Linked DNA regions of Mus musculus: regions 1 and 2 are each linked to region 3. A link is a contact called in public promoter capture Hi-C data. All regions are on one chromosome and are shown on one strand. Each heading gives the region's core, a stretch centred on a gene start, on an enhancer-like site or on the middle of the called end of the contact. The rest is flanking DNA. Distances are from core to core; before and after follow the strand shown.

Region 1 (3,954 bases), core at 1,318-3,817, 1.1 Mb after region 3:
GCTATTAAGCCAAACAAACAAACCCTTTCCTTCCCAAGTCCTGCTGTTTCATGATAGCCACAATAACCCTGCCTAAGACTTTGTATCACAACAGTAGCACACAGCTTAAGACATTGTATCATAAGAGTGCAGAGTTTTTATTTCCTAGCTAGCACTGCCATGTATGGTAACAAGCTTAGATAAATAATAAAAACCAGTTTTCAGGTAATAATAGTGAATCACAGGGTCAGAATTTGCACCCAGGACGCTGACTTCGAAGTTCAAATGATACCACCTCCTAAGGTGGCAAGAGTTCTCAACACCACAGAAAGGAAAAGGACTTGTCTGAAGCTATCAAGTTGTCAAGTACACGTGCCCAAGAGTAGAAATTACGTCCAGTTTGGTAAGAAACACACAATGAACTGAACCTAGACAACTCAAATAATAGACTAGGCCTGGACAAGCTTAGAAGAAATACTTGATACTAAGTGTTCCTTTCTCTTTAAGATTCTTTGATTTTTTTTTCCCCTATTTGAAACTTTTTTTTTTTAAGTTCCAAAAAGTAACCCCACATAGAAGAAAGACTCCAGGGGCTTGAGTAGGAAGCTAAAACAAACTGGTTTAAGCCAGTGCACTTCAGGATCCCAGTATACCTACAGCAAAGCATTAGTATCTTTGGTACATGAGACCAGGACTATCTCACCTCACTCCGAAGGAACTATAGGCTATTCAGAGTTGATGTGCCTTGTCTGTTTAGGGCCCTCCAGATGCCGCAGGATTTCAAACAAATGACAGACCTCTAAAAGATGCTGAGATAGTAGAATTCCTGACCACCCACTGCCCATTGTGTTATACGGTGTTAGGTAACAGTCACCTAATATTAAAGCCAGCTTCAGAGAGAAGAGATTCACCTACAAATCGCCACAGGAGTCTGCCAGGCAGCTGCTAACTGGAAGGAGCCTAGTGGAGCATTCAAAGCAGTTACCCCAATAACCCCAGGGCTGATGTCATGAACTTTCACATTCTGAGGTGAATCAGAGCAAATCCTATGTTATCCCAGGGTTTTCCCCTACCAAAGAACATGGCCACTTGGGGAATGGGTGCTAAAACTTGAATTTCCAAGAAACTTTAGTTTCAGGGCAGGAATGTTCAACCTGTGGGTCGCGACCCCTCTGTGAGTCACATGACCCTTTCACGGGGCTCACCTAGGACCATCAGAAAACACAGATATTTACATTAGGATTTGTAACAGTAGCAAAAATACAGCTATAAAGCAGCAACAAAAATAATTTTAAGATGGGGGGATCACCACTACATGGGAAACAGCATTAAATTGTCACAGCATTAAGAAAGCTGAGAACCTGTTTTAGCGGCGTTTAAACTTCAGGGTTTGTTTACAACAAAAATCACTCATGCTTATTAAAGTCTTTTACAACGATCTTTCCTTACAGAAAGGCTAAGAACATGTGAGGGCATTTAAAAACACGGGGGCGTAGAGGGGTAGGAGTGAAGTTTTCCAACGAGACCGGTGAAAGGAAGTATTCAGCCTGGAAGTGGGCACCTGGGTACGTGCAATGTAGTATTCTTAATATAGCCAACCATCTAATTCCCCAAAACTGGGGCAGCACAGCTATTCTACCTAACTTACTGAGGATCTGGCCCAGGGAGTATCAGGAAGGGAGTCTGAAACTGGCAGTCCTTGAGAGTTGCTGAAAGCATTCTGATGTTTGTCTACCGGCGGGCAGAAAATAAGTCGTGACTTCTCAATTCTTAGGTAAGCCTCTGCCTGGAAGACTGAACCTGGAACCGCTACAGGCCTAGGGTAAACGTCCCGGAAGGGTGGAGGGTAAGGAAGCTGGATGGTTCCAGGAAGTGAGTGGGGAGGAGGAAGCTGTGGAACTGGAGCTGAGCCCACCGCATGGCTTCCCGGACGCCTGGCAGAGGGAGTCCCTGGCCAAGGTGCGCAGCATCACGCGCGCTCTTGGTAGGACTGACCCTTCGGTTCCCGACATCACTGAACCTCTGGCCCTGATTGCGGTTGTTTAAAATAAATAAATAATTTTTTAAAAGGTTGCGAAGTGGGCGGCGGCTAGGGTTTCTGTAGCTGAGTCACAGCTTTGCCAACTTTCACAACATTTCCCAGAAAAAAAAAAAAAAAAGACTCAGCCAAAGCCCACCACTCTCGTCCCCAGTTCTGTGTCATTTGACCCTCTGGGGGGGAGGAGGGGAAGGTAACGTCAGCCAGTACCACAACTAGTCCCCACTCAGCATGCAACTTCTCACCAGCGCCAAGCCTCGTGGTACCTGGAGCGCTAGCCAAGTGCCACCAAGCTCGGATGGAAGGAAGAAAAGAGAGCCGCGTCCTCACCTGCAGGACACTGACACCTCCACTCGTGTGGCGGGGATGGCCGCACTCAGCTGGTTCAAGTCCCCGATGCCCGTGGCGCTGGTGTAGCGGCTGTCCATCTCGAGCTGAGGAACGGAGCACTTGTCCCGAGCCCACATCCAAGCTGCGGCGGGCTGAGCGCTGCTCGGAGCGGAGCTCCGCACCGACGGGAAGGGGTGAGGGTGGAGGCAGAGGAAGGAGGCGGAGGCGGCGCGGGAAGGGGAGGGAGGAGGCGGACCTCGTCGCGAATCCGGCGACCGAGCCAGTCCTGGCAAAGCCGCCTCGGTCTCCCAAGTGGCGCTCCGGGCTGCTCCCGCCCTGGGGCAGCCCCCGGGCGGTGACTGGGTCTGCAGCTCGGGGGCTCTGGGCGTAGGGCGCAGAGACAGTAGGTGACCCGGACAGACACCGCGCCGTCTAGTGGGAGAGCCCCAGGCGCCGGCGATTGCCCCCCGCCCCAGCTGATATGCTCCCCACTTCGGGCTACTGGACTGATGTGGTGGTGGGGCAAGGGATGGCCACCAGCCTTTGACTCCTGGTGCAGAGGGGCGTGCCAATATATGGGGCAAGCTTGGGTGGAGTGGACGCTGTTGGGACAATCGCAGCGTTATAAGAGAGGTTTCAATGCGTCTGCCATCCCCTGCAACTTTTAGGCGAGGGTCTCCTTAAGGCAAGATCGGCGCCTTGCAACGCACTTGCCAAACCGCAGGGATTTCTGCCCTGAGGCCCGGGAGGTCGTAATAATAACTTATAATCTAGCTCCTCCTCAATCCTGCTCCTCAAGACCTGAAAGCAGGGCAGCGTAAAGCAGATGAGCAGCTCGGGTGACCGGGGAGTTTAGCAAATAGATTCCTGGCGGCGCGACTGGGAGTGGGCAAGACGCGGGGCGCCGCCGCAGCTTGCCGGGTAACCCCCACTTTCCTGCGCACACCTGACCCGAGGCGTCACTGCGGGTCTTCTGGCGATGGCCGCCAGGGGGCGGTGGAGAGCAGGGCGCCCAGCCTCAGGAGGGAGCGTGGCTGGCTCTAGCCCTGGCTCACCTGGAGAATCCTGGGCTTGTGACTGGTCTCCCTTGTGGTATTTTAATCCACTTGGAGCCACTTCCTTAAAGAATCTGTGTGGTTGCAGGGGAAATAGAGTGTAGATGCTTGCCGCTCTTCCCTGCCCCAAATGTTTGCGTCACTTTGGTCTTGTTTGCTTTCCCTGGTCGCCCCGCCCTCCCTTCACCACCCCTTAAATCCACCAGTTCTGTTTTTCTTTCTCTTCCCCCTATCACAAATTAAACTGCAGCTGATGACTAGAATTTTCCCTCAAGCTCTCTTATTGATGCCTGAAATTGATTTGGTGGAGGAGGTCTAGAGGGTTTTTTTTTTTAAGCAAACTAGAATTTTATTTTGCAGGCACCTCCTGAAGAAATAAAAGGTAAGGACTTTAGTGCTCAACCCAGAGGCCTTCTCCGAATTTTCCACTTTATCTAGGTCCATATGTGTGTGTATCTGAATGCATTGATTTACATGCACAATAGCATGCAGGTATTTAAAGTGTGCCCTCTGATGGATTACGATCGGTATCAACCCGCTAAACCATCACCA
Region 2 (4,377 bases), core at 678-3,177, 1.6 Mb after region 3:
AGTAAAGGCCATTTCGTGAGACACTCCTCTACATTTCCTCATCTGCACACCACTCTCATTGATCAGTCTTGCAAAAGTGTCTGAACTGTTTTTTTCTTTGAAAGCAGTTCTCGCCCCCTCCCCATCCCCCAACACAAAAGAACGACAAAGGATACTCCAACATCTCCCTCTCAATCCAAAGAAGTTTACTCTCAGTTCCTAAAAGTGCATGGACTTCACAATGTGCAGAACCCTTCACCAAGTTAGTACTTAAGTTTTAAGAAAAAGCCTTTGAGCTCATTCATTACAGTCACACTAGAGTAACAGAGGCTATGAAGACCGCTTACTTAAAAAAGAATAGACATTTTATTCTCATGAAACTTCAGAGAAGTTTGGACTCTTTCATTCTCTCCTGGCTGGCGATTTAAAGGGCTCATGTATTTTAGCATGATTTAGCTACGGGGACGGCGGGTGGGGGTGGAGCGGGGGGCACGGGGACTGTAAAATGCTCAGAAAGTGGGTCTGTCAACAAGACAACAGATGGTATCTGGCAGTGCAGTGGCTGCCTGAACAGTCTCACATTTCACCCGTTGCTTTAATGCCTGTCTTACCTTATGTCCTCTGTAGAAGGCAATTTCTTCTACATTGGCTATGATTCGGGAGTGGACATACCGCAGGTAGCCTTTCCTGTGGGCTTCTTCAGCCACCAGCGAACCAAATTTGGGCGAGCAAGCTTTCAGTACTTTAGCAGTGGCATACACGACAAGTCCTGCTAACAGGGTGGGCCCTATAGGGCTTGCTCCTCTGGATGTAGCTGTCCGGATGAGAGTATAGGAGGTTAGAATGACATCTAAAATAGGTTTGGTAAGGTTGGAATACAGGTGAGCCACAGATTGCGAGAACATCATAATGTCTTCGGTAAGAGACTGGTCAGGGTTTGCCAGCCTCCCATCCATATTTATCACCTTATAATAAGTCTGATTTGCGAAATAGGTCTCATAGGCATGGTCTACTAAGCGAGTTCTAAAGGCCAATGCCAGTTTGCATTCCAGGTACCTGATAGCACTGTTGACAAAGGTAGCAGGGATAGCAATCATAAGCCACTTGATTAATTTGATGATGAAAGTCCGAGGCTTCTTTTCCACGATGCTTTTCACGATTTTCCCATCCAGACCAGCCACATAAATAGAGAGAAATGTTCTTGAGATTAGAGCCACCGAGTGGAGGCAGAGCCACCCCGTTTCAGTGGTCACAAGTTTTGGAAAGAGGATTTTCCGAAGTTCTAGTAGCTGTTTGAAAAAAGCTGCATTTAGTCCCGGCGCAGGTTTTTTACAGATGATCTCCGTGCAATGCAGTATTTCTCTGTTCTCTGCAGGCGAGTAAGCTTCTGCTTTTGCCTTCCTGTGGCCAGGCTGCTTTAAACGCTTGCCAATGATGGGATAGAGGGTTTTCAGAGCATATGCCGCAGCCACCAGGCAGGCAGCCCTTTTAGCAGCACCGGATCTGGTCCATTTCACCCGATAGGCTGCTGCATTTAGCATGTGTATCATTTTTCCAGCTACACAAATGGGTTTCTTTGAAAAGAATTCGTTTTAAAAGCTCATGCTCCGCGGAAAGCCCAGCAAAGGTTTCAGAAGACCCCACAGCCTCCCATGCTCTGCAGCTTGTCTCCTTTACTCTTATTTTGTTCTTCAGTGACGGATGCAGCAAAGCACAAACTCCACCGCATCCTCCGGGGGCGAGTCCCTCAGCAGCCAGAGCTGGCCAGGCTCCACCCACAGGCGTCTCATTGGCTGCGTGGGCGGTGAGACCCTGGACTCCTGGCCTCTTCCCTTTGAACCTTAAAAACGAAGAGAGAGCCAAAACAAATCCTATACTTAAACAGGAGTTCAGAGAGTTAAATATCTATTTCTGGAGAGGTCGAATGAGGTCAGCTGCTGGAGAACAAACCTTCCCTTAGAGCTACTGAGCATGCTCAGCGGCACTTAGAAACCCTCAGAAGTTTCAGAATATACATCCCGTCTCTAAGATTTCTACAAAGGGGAAGGCAGAGGGAAGGAAGGATTGCAGCAGCTTTAATGAGCCCAGAGAGAAAGAAACAGCGAGAGGAGGGAGGAGCCTCAAGAGGATTAACGGAACCGGCCCAGGGAAAGGAGTCAGACAAGAGAGTGATAACAGCGAGAGGCATAAGACAAAATAGCAAACATGTATCCTTGAGAATGTTTTGTTCAGAAGATGTTGTCCCCCCCCCCCCTCACTCCCGCCCTTCGCCCTTGTTTCGACTCTCCCCAGATATTCACAGAAACTATTAGATTGGCTGCTATTGTAAATAAGCTGGAGGCGAGCTTGGGTATTACAGAAAACAGTCACTCAGAGCTACACCCAGAGTTCTTCCCCAAGATCCCTTGGTACTAACTTGTCCTGATAATAAAGTTCTTTCTGCTCCACGATTATGTTTAGCAATGTTATCTGACACATTAATATTTGCTTACGAAGTGACTTAAAAATCTCCCTTGTGTTTTGTTTGTTTGTTTGTTTGTTTTTGTTTGGAGGTAATTTAAGAATTTTATCAGCTGGGAAATCGAACTGGGATCCTATGATGGAAAACAATTTTTAGGAAGCATTTCTTCAAGACTTTTTTTTTTTTTCTTCATGTTTTTCTTTAGGCTCAGAGATAATCTGCTGGCTTCTTCCTATGAACATTTTTGCTGTTTGACAACAATCAAGAAAGTTTAAAAATTATTCACATTCCCAGTGGAAGGCATAAGGATCAATAGTCAAGCAAAACTTTGTATAATTTTTAATAAATTGAAGGTCTTTTTTTGAAGGCAAGGCAAAGGTGATTTTGCATGATAGAGCCTTTCTCTGCTCCTCTCTTCTGTCTTTCCAACGACTGGCTTATCCTGAAGGTGTGCATTTAAGCCAGAGCCCAGCACAGTTAGGTAGAACGGCTTATTTTAACCTGCTAGTGTTATTTGACCCTTAAGCTAAGCATCATTTTATACTTGGGCCTTATTATGCACAGACTCTCCCTTTTGATCCTCCATAGTAGTTCCAGGGCAGGAGTGCACTTTGACACCCCCACATCTGTCCTGATTTAAAGAAGTGAAAGATAGCTACATGGTGATTGTCACATCACAACGGGTCACTTGTGTGTTCGTTACTAGTCCTCTCTGTGCTTCAGCTTTGCCTTCTATCTGTAAAATGGAAACGATGCTATTCTGGGAAGTGGGTGTAGACATTAAATAAAATAGTCAGTTGTTTAAAAAAAAACATTGTATATAGAAGTCTGCAAACCTCCCTGCTAGAATATGTGCCCCAATGTCTTGTGATCGTTATTGTTCATTAGACATGAGTCAAAGAATTGCCTTTACCAAGAATGATTTTTAAAAAACAGTATTCTTTTGAGCTCTTTGGCATACATATATTAAATCTAAGAATTGTTTGTTATCCAGAGGTCTTTTATTTGCATCCAACTTAACAGATGTACCAACATACAAATGACACATATCTTTGGTATTTGGTCATATTAGCACACTCAAGCAATGCTGATAAGACTCCCTGGGCTGCCAATTAATACATCTACAGCAGCGCATCTCTTGCATCTAGGGTCCAGGAAACATCAGGGTAGAGTGGTGGGAAGACTGGAAGAGCCAGAGGACCAGAAAATCTGCTGTGAAAGTATGTCTCCTAGAAATAGCAGGGGAGCTTCACCTAGGATCCTTTTAACTGCATAGCTGCTTAAACAGGACCAGGACCAACACAACACCAGAAGACATGGAAATATGGAAGTGGAACTCTTTTTTTTAATTGGATATTTTATTTATCTACATTTCAAATGTTATCCCCTTTCCCAATTTCCCCCCAGAATCTCCCTATCCCATCCCTTCTCTAACTGTTTCTATGAGGGTGTGTCTCCACCCACCCACTCCCGCCTCAAATTCCCCTACACTGGGAACTCCAGCTAACACAGGACCAAGGGCCTCTTCTCCCATTGATGCCCACCAAGGCAGTCCTCTGCTACATATGTGGCTGGAGCCATGGGTCCCTCATGTGTACTCCTTGATTGGTGGTTTAGTCCCTGGTTGATTTTGTTGTTCTTCCTATGGAGTTGCAAACCCCTTCATCTCCTTCAGTCCTTTCTCTAACTCCTCCATTGGGGACCCAGTGGTCAGTTTAATGGTTGGCTGTGAGCATCCACCTTTGTATATGTCAGGCTCTGGCAGAGCCTCTCAGGAAACAGTTATATCAGGATCCTGTCAGCAAGCACTTGTTGGTATCCACAATAGTGTCTGCGTTTGGTGACTGTATATGGGATGGGTCCCCAGGTGGGGCAATCTCTGGATGGCCTTTTGTTCAGTCTCTGTTTCACACTTTGTCTCCATATTTGCTCCTGTG
Region 3 (4,056 bases), core at 1,475-3,974:
CTAACATCCTGCTTAACGTATGAAAGGGGTGGGAACTTCTTATATTCAAAATGTCTGAGAGGCCAGAACTGTGTTAGTCTTTTGATGTTCTGTTAGCTGCTTAGATTTTAGGCTAGTGCTGACTTAGGCCTTCCCTGGGCTTCTCGCCAGTCCAGATTTCCCTAAAGGTCTATCAATTATTAAGCCAACAACTGGTCTCCCCTTGCCTGACACTTCTGTTCTCTGGGTAATCTTCCAAATCCTTACTTTCATTGCATGGGATCTCACTGAGGTTAGAGCAACTGTAAGACACCACAGCTGAGCTTCCATGGGAGGTGGAGAAACGAATGTCTGTTCGGAAGCTTGCCCCAAACTAGCAAGACCCCTAGAAACCATTCATGGCTCTGTGAGTCTGACGTAGAATGTGAGGTGACCTGCGGACTTGAGGGATGGGAGACGAAAGTGGACATTTACGTAGGAGCAACTCTCCCCTCATCCTTTGAAGGCAGAGATGAGTGTGTATCCTCAGCACCGCACCCTGAGTGGGTGAGAGGCAGGTGCCTGATGGAGAGAAGCCAAAAGAGTGCAGATCTCCAGGTGGGGAGTTCTATACCTGCACAGGCAGGCTCTGTGCAGAATAATCCAGTCATTTACACCATTGCAGTCAGTTATCGTTCAACCTCGGGGTGGGGGTGGGGGGTGTCTCTCCAAGGAAGCATCTTTCCTGCCTTTATTCTACCTGTCCTGTTCCTTTCCCCATCCCCACTGCCCTGTTCCAGTAACCCCCCAACCTCACAGAGGCAGTAATATCGCAGTTGCCACCCCTCTACTATACCAGTAATTTCCAGGGCAATCCACCCAACAGCTCTTGTGAGGACTCAGAAGGCTCCCTGATTTCTGTCCCTTCGACTCTCTCTCATTTCCTCCTGAACACAGTTACTGACATTTCTGCCCATGCACACCTGGTCTCCCATCATGGTGCCCCCCTCACCAGCTCACAGAAACCACATACACTCTCTCCATCTCTGGAGGACCTTTCTCATCCACCCAGGGCCGCTCTGGGGTCGTTTGCTCTTCCCTGATTTTCTGACGTACTTGGACTTGCCCACCGCACTGTCCCCCAGGCAGATGATCTTCACGTTCTCATGGGTGTCGTACTTCTCCTGCTCCAGCTCACAGTGCCTGTTTCTGTCCCCTGCCATCGGCTCTTGTTGGCAGACGACTGCCAGCCCCGGGGTCTCGTCACCGTCTGGGAAAGCCGACAAGAGTTCGCCGTTAAGAGGTGAGAACTCCCCTCAACTAAATCTAGTTTCTTCTTCTTCCTGAGCAGCTGATGAGAGAGAACCCACATCCTGACAACTTGGCCACCATGCGCTGAGCCTGGGAGCTCTATCTCTGTCTCTGGAGTCTCCTGACATTTCTCATTGCAGAGGTGTCTGGGTCACACCTCTCTCCCTACCTTCTGTACTAGATTTACAAGTTCAGCATATATACATTTTCTATATACATATTTTTACTTGTAAAAACACAAGCAACAAACATCAACAGAGTGCCCAAGTCACATGGAAATCTGATATTTCGCAAAAACAGGCAGACATTAACTGTACAATCTATGATGCCTGACCCATTCATGACCACTTTCCTTCTCTGTCCCATTGCTGCCATCAGCATCACAGTCCCTTCACCTTGGTAATTCCTCAAAACTTTTATTTATTTATTTTTATTTTGCGGGTGTCCTTTTTAAACCTCTAGTGGCTTTCAGCCTTCCTAATGCTGCAACTAGTGGCTCATGTGGTGGTGACTCCCTCAACCATAATATTATTCCAGTTGCTACTTCATAACTGTAGTGATGAAAATATCTGTATTTTTCTGATGGTTTTAGGTGTGCCCTGTAAAGAGTGGATCATTAGACTCCCAAAAGGGTCACACAAGTTGAGAACTACTGCTCTGTAATTTTACCCAATTCCTAAATGTAGATGATACAAACAATACCATGTCAAGACTTTGTCCTGCACTGCCTAAACTCAGATATTTAACTGCTCATCAGTTTTGTAAACAGGAGACTAGGGCATATAGGAACGTTACACGTTAAACATAAACAGTAAACTAGTTCTATGCACACTTCTCATATTTCCACAAGTATAAGACGTGACTACTATCCAGTGTCAACACCAGTGCGTAACATCATCTCTAGCCCGGTCCACTCGTTTCATATTCAAATCCGATTCGACAAACACTGCTTCGAATGTACGAATGTACAATAATCCAGATTCTTCGCCAGCTGGACGCACGGCATTCACACTACAGCCTGACTGGGAGTGGTCCGTTCGAAAGCCAAACCCCGACTATCGACTCACAATGGAAGCCCTCAGTGACTGTCAGTGTCTTCGCGATTTACGAGGGCTTTCTTTCGTGGGACAAACGTTTTTTAGGCGCCCACCAGGCCTAACCCCTCATCTCCTTATAAAGGACCCGCGATCTGCGGTCGGCTCTCGGCTGGGTCTCCGCCTTCCCTCCGCCCCACCTCTCGGGCGGGTTCCCCAGGCACTTTCGGCTTCGCGGAGGCTTAGAGGGACCCGGAACACCGCAGATGCGCTCGCCCACCACAGCCCCTGGGCCGCCAAGGCAGCCAGCCGCCTTACCCGTTTACAGATGACTGCAGTCCCGCAGCAGCTCGGCCGCGTCTCTGCCGCTGCTACGCGACCGCACCAGGACCCCGAGCTGGGCTGTCCGGCAATGGCCCGAAGGACCTCAGCGAGGCGCGGGCTGGCTAGCGCAGTGCCTGTCTGTCTGGCACCTTCCAGGATGCGCATCTGTTCTACTGACCCGGGGATGACAGAGCGGATGCTCTGGCATACTGGTCTGCGGTGGGAGTGGGAACCGCAGGTTGGAGAGGCATATGGCCAGCAACAGGTTGCTGCAGTATGTGATGCCTTGTTTCTCGACACACCCCCCCTTAATTTATTTATTCACTTTCCATACCGGTAGCTGCCTCTCCCACCCGACTCCCCCTCACACAGTCCCTTCCCCCATCTCTTCCTTTTCTCAGAGAGTAGAGCCCCTGCACCCCTTCCCCGACCTTGGGTGTTCTCTCACCTTGGCACACTAAGTCTCTGCAGGGCTAGGTGCATCCTTTCCCACTGAGGCCAGATAAGGCAGCCCACCCAGCTAGAGGAATTCCACAGACGGGCAACAGCTTTAGGGGTAGCCCCCTCCCCACTCCAGTTGCTGGGGGACCCACATGAAGACTGAGCTTCACACCTACTGTGTGTGTGTGTGTGTGTGTGTGTGTGTTGTGTGTCCAACCGTGTATGCCCTTTGGTTGGCGGTTCAGTTTCTGAGAACCCTCAAGGGTCCAGGTTATTTGACTCTGTCAGTCTTCCTGTGGAGTTCATATACCCCCCCCCCCCGGGGGGGGGCCCTCAATCATTCCCCCAGCTCTTCCATAAGAGCCCCTGAGCTCTGACTTTCTTAATCTCTCTCTATATATGGAGGGGCAACTAGGGAAAAGCCCCCCTCCCCCCAGCCCTTGGGCTGGAGTAGTTTAGGGTAGGGGCAGGGGATGCTAGCCCTACCCTCTAACAGGTAGAGACTGGGCATGCTGGGAGAACCCAGGTCTGCATTGATATGTTAAATAGGCGCCTCAGTTAGCCAATTGCTTGAGACCTAATAGCAAAGATCAAAAATTATTTCACAATAAAAACTGTAATGTATCCGTGGTGTCTCTTGGGAGCCTTCGCTTTATGGACTCTTGGGGATTTACCTCAGCTTTACAACATGCTCCTGCTGCAGTGCCATAGAGAGTCTAGAACACTGCCTGAAATATTCTAGGTTCAAAGCTATTGTGCTCAGTGATGGATGAGTTCCAACACTGTGTGTGTGTGTGTGTGTGTGTGTGTGTGTGTGTGTGTGTTGGAGGTGGGAGTTCCTCACCTCAGGCTTCATGGATGTTGTTGTTGTTATTATTATTATTATTGTATATTCTCCTACCAGCATTTCAAACAGTATTTATCTAATTAGTATATCTTTGGATTATATCATGTTAAAATACTTGGTTTTTAGAAATTGGTGTTTTGA

Evidence for each region. Promoter capture Hi-C pulls out the DNA fragments that hold promoters and counts their contacts.
Region 1: a contact with region 3 is called in a promoter capture Hi-C map of stem cell-derived epiblast-like cells, with 7 times the contacts expected there. The contact joins the promoter of Cpne8 here to the promoter of Rabl2 in region 3. A contact is called at or near these places in 10 of 39 promoter capture datasets (the 3T3-L1 cell line, the SN4741 cell line, cranial neural crest and 5 more).
Region 2: a contact with region 3 is called in a promoter capture Hi-C map of second pharyngeal arch cranial neural crest, with 5 times the contacts expected there. The contact joins the promoter of Abcd2 here to the promoter of Rabl2 in region 3. A contact is called at or near these places in 7 of 39 promoter capture datasets (the 3T3-L1 cell line, cranial neural crest, hippocampal neurons and 3 more).

What each region holds. Positions count from the first base shown.
Region 1 is chr15:90,676,821-90,680,774 of GRCm38.p6, forward strand. It overlaps Cpne8 (copine VIII), which reads right to left and starts at 2,568. Exons shown (of 20, transcript NM_025815.2): 1 at 2,348-2,568. The coding sequence starts at 2,484.
Region 2 is chr15:91,190,080-91,194,456 of GRCm38.p6, forward strand. Abcd2 (ATP-binding cassette, sub-family D (ALD), member 2) reads right to left here and starts at 1,928. Exons shown (of 10, transcript NM_011994.3): 1 at 591-1,928. The coding sequence starts at 1,529.
Region 3 is chr15:89,589,199-89,593,254 of GRCm38.p6, forward strand. It overlaps Rabl2 (RAB, member RAS oncogene family-like 2), which reads right to left and starts at 2,725. Exons shown (of 9, transcript NM_026817.3): 1 at 2,622-2,725; 2 at 1,075-1,228. The coding sequence starts at 1,181.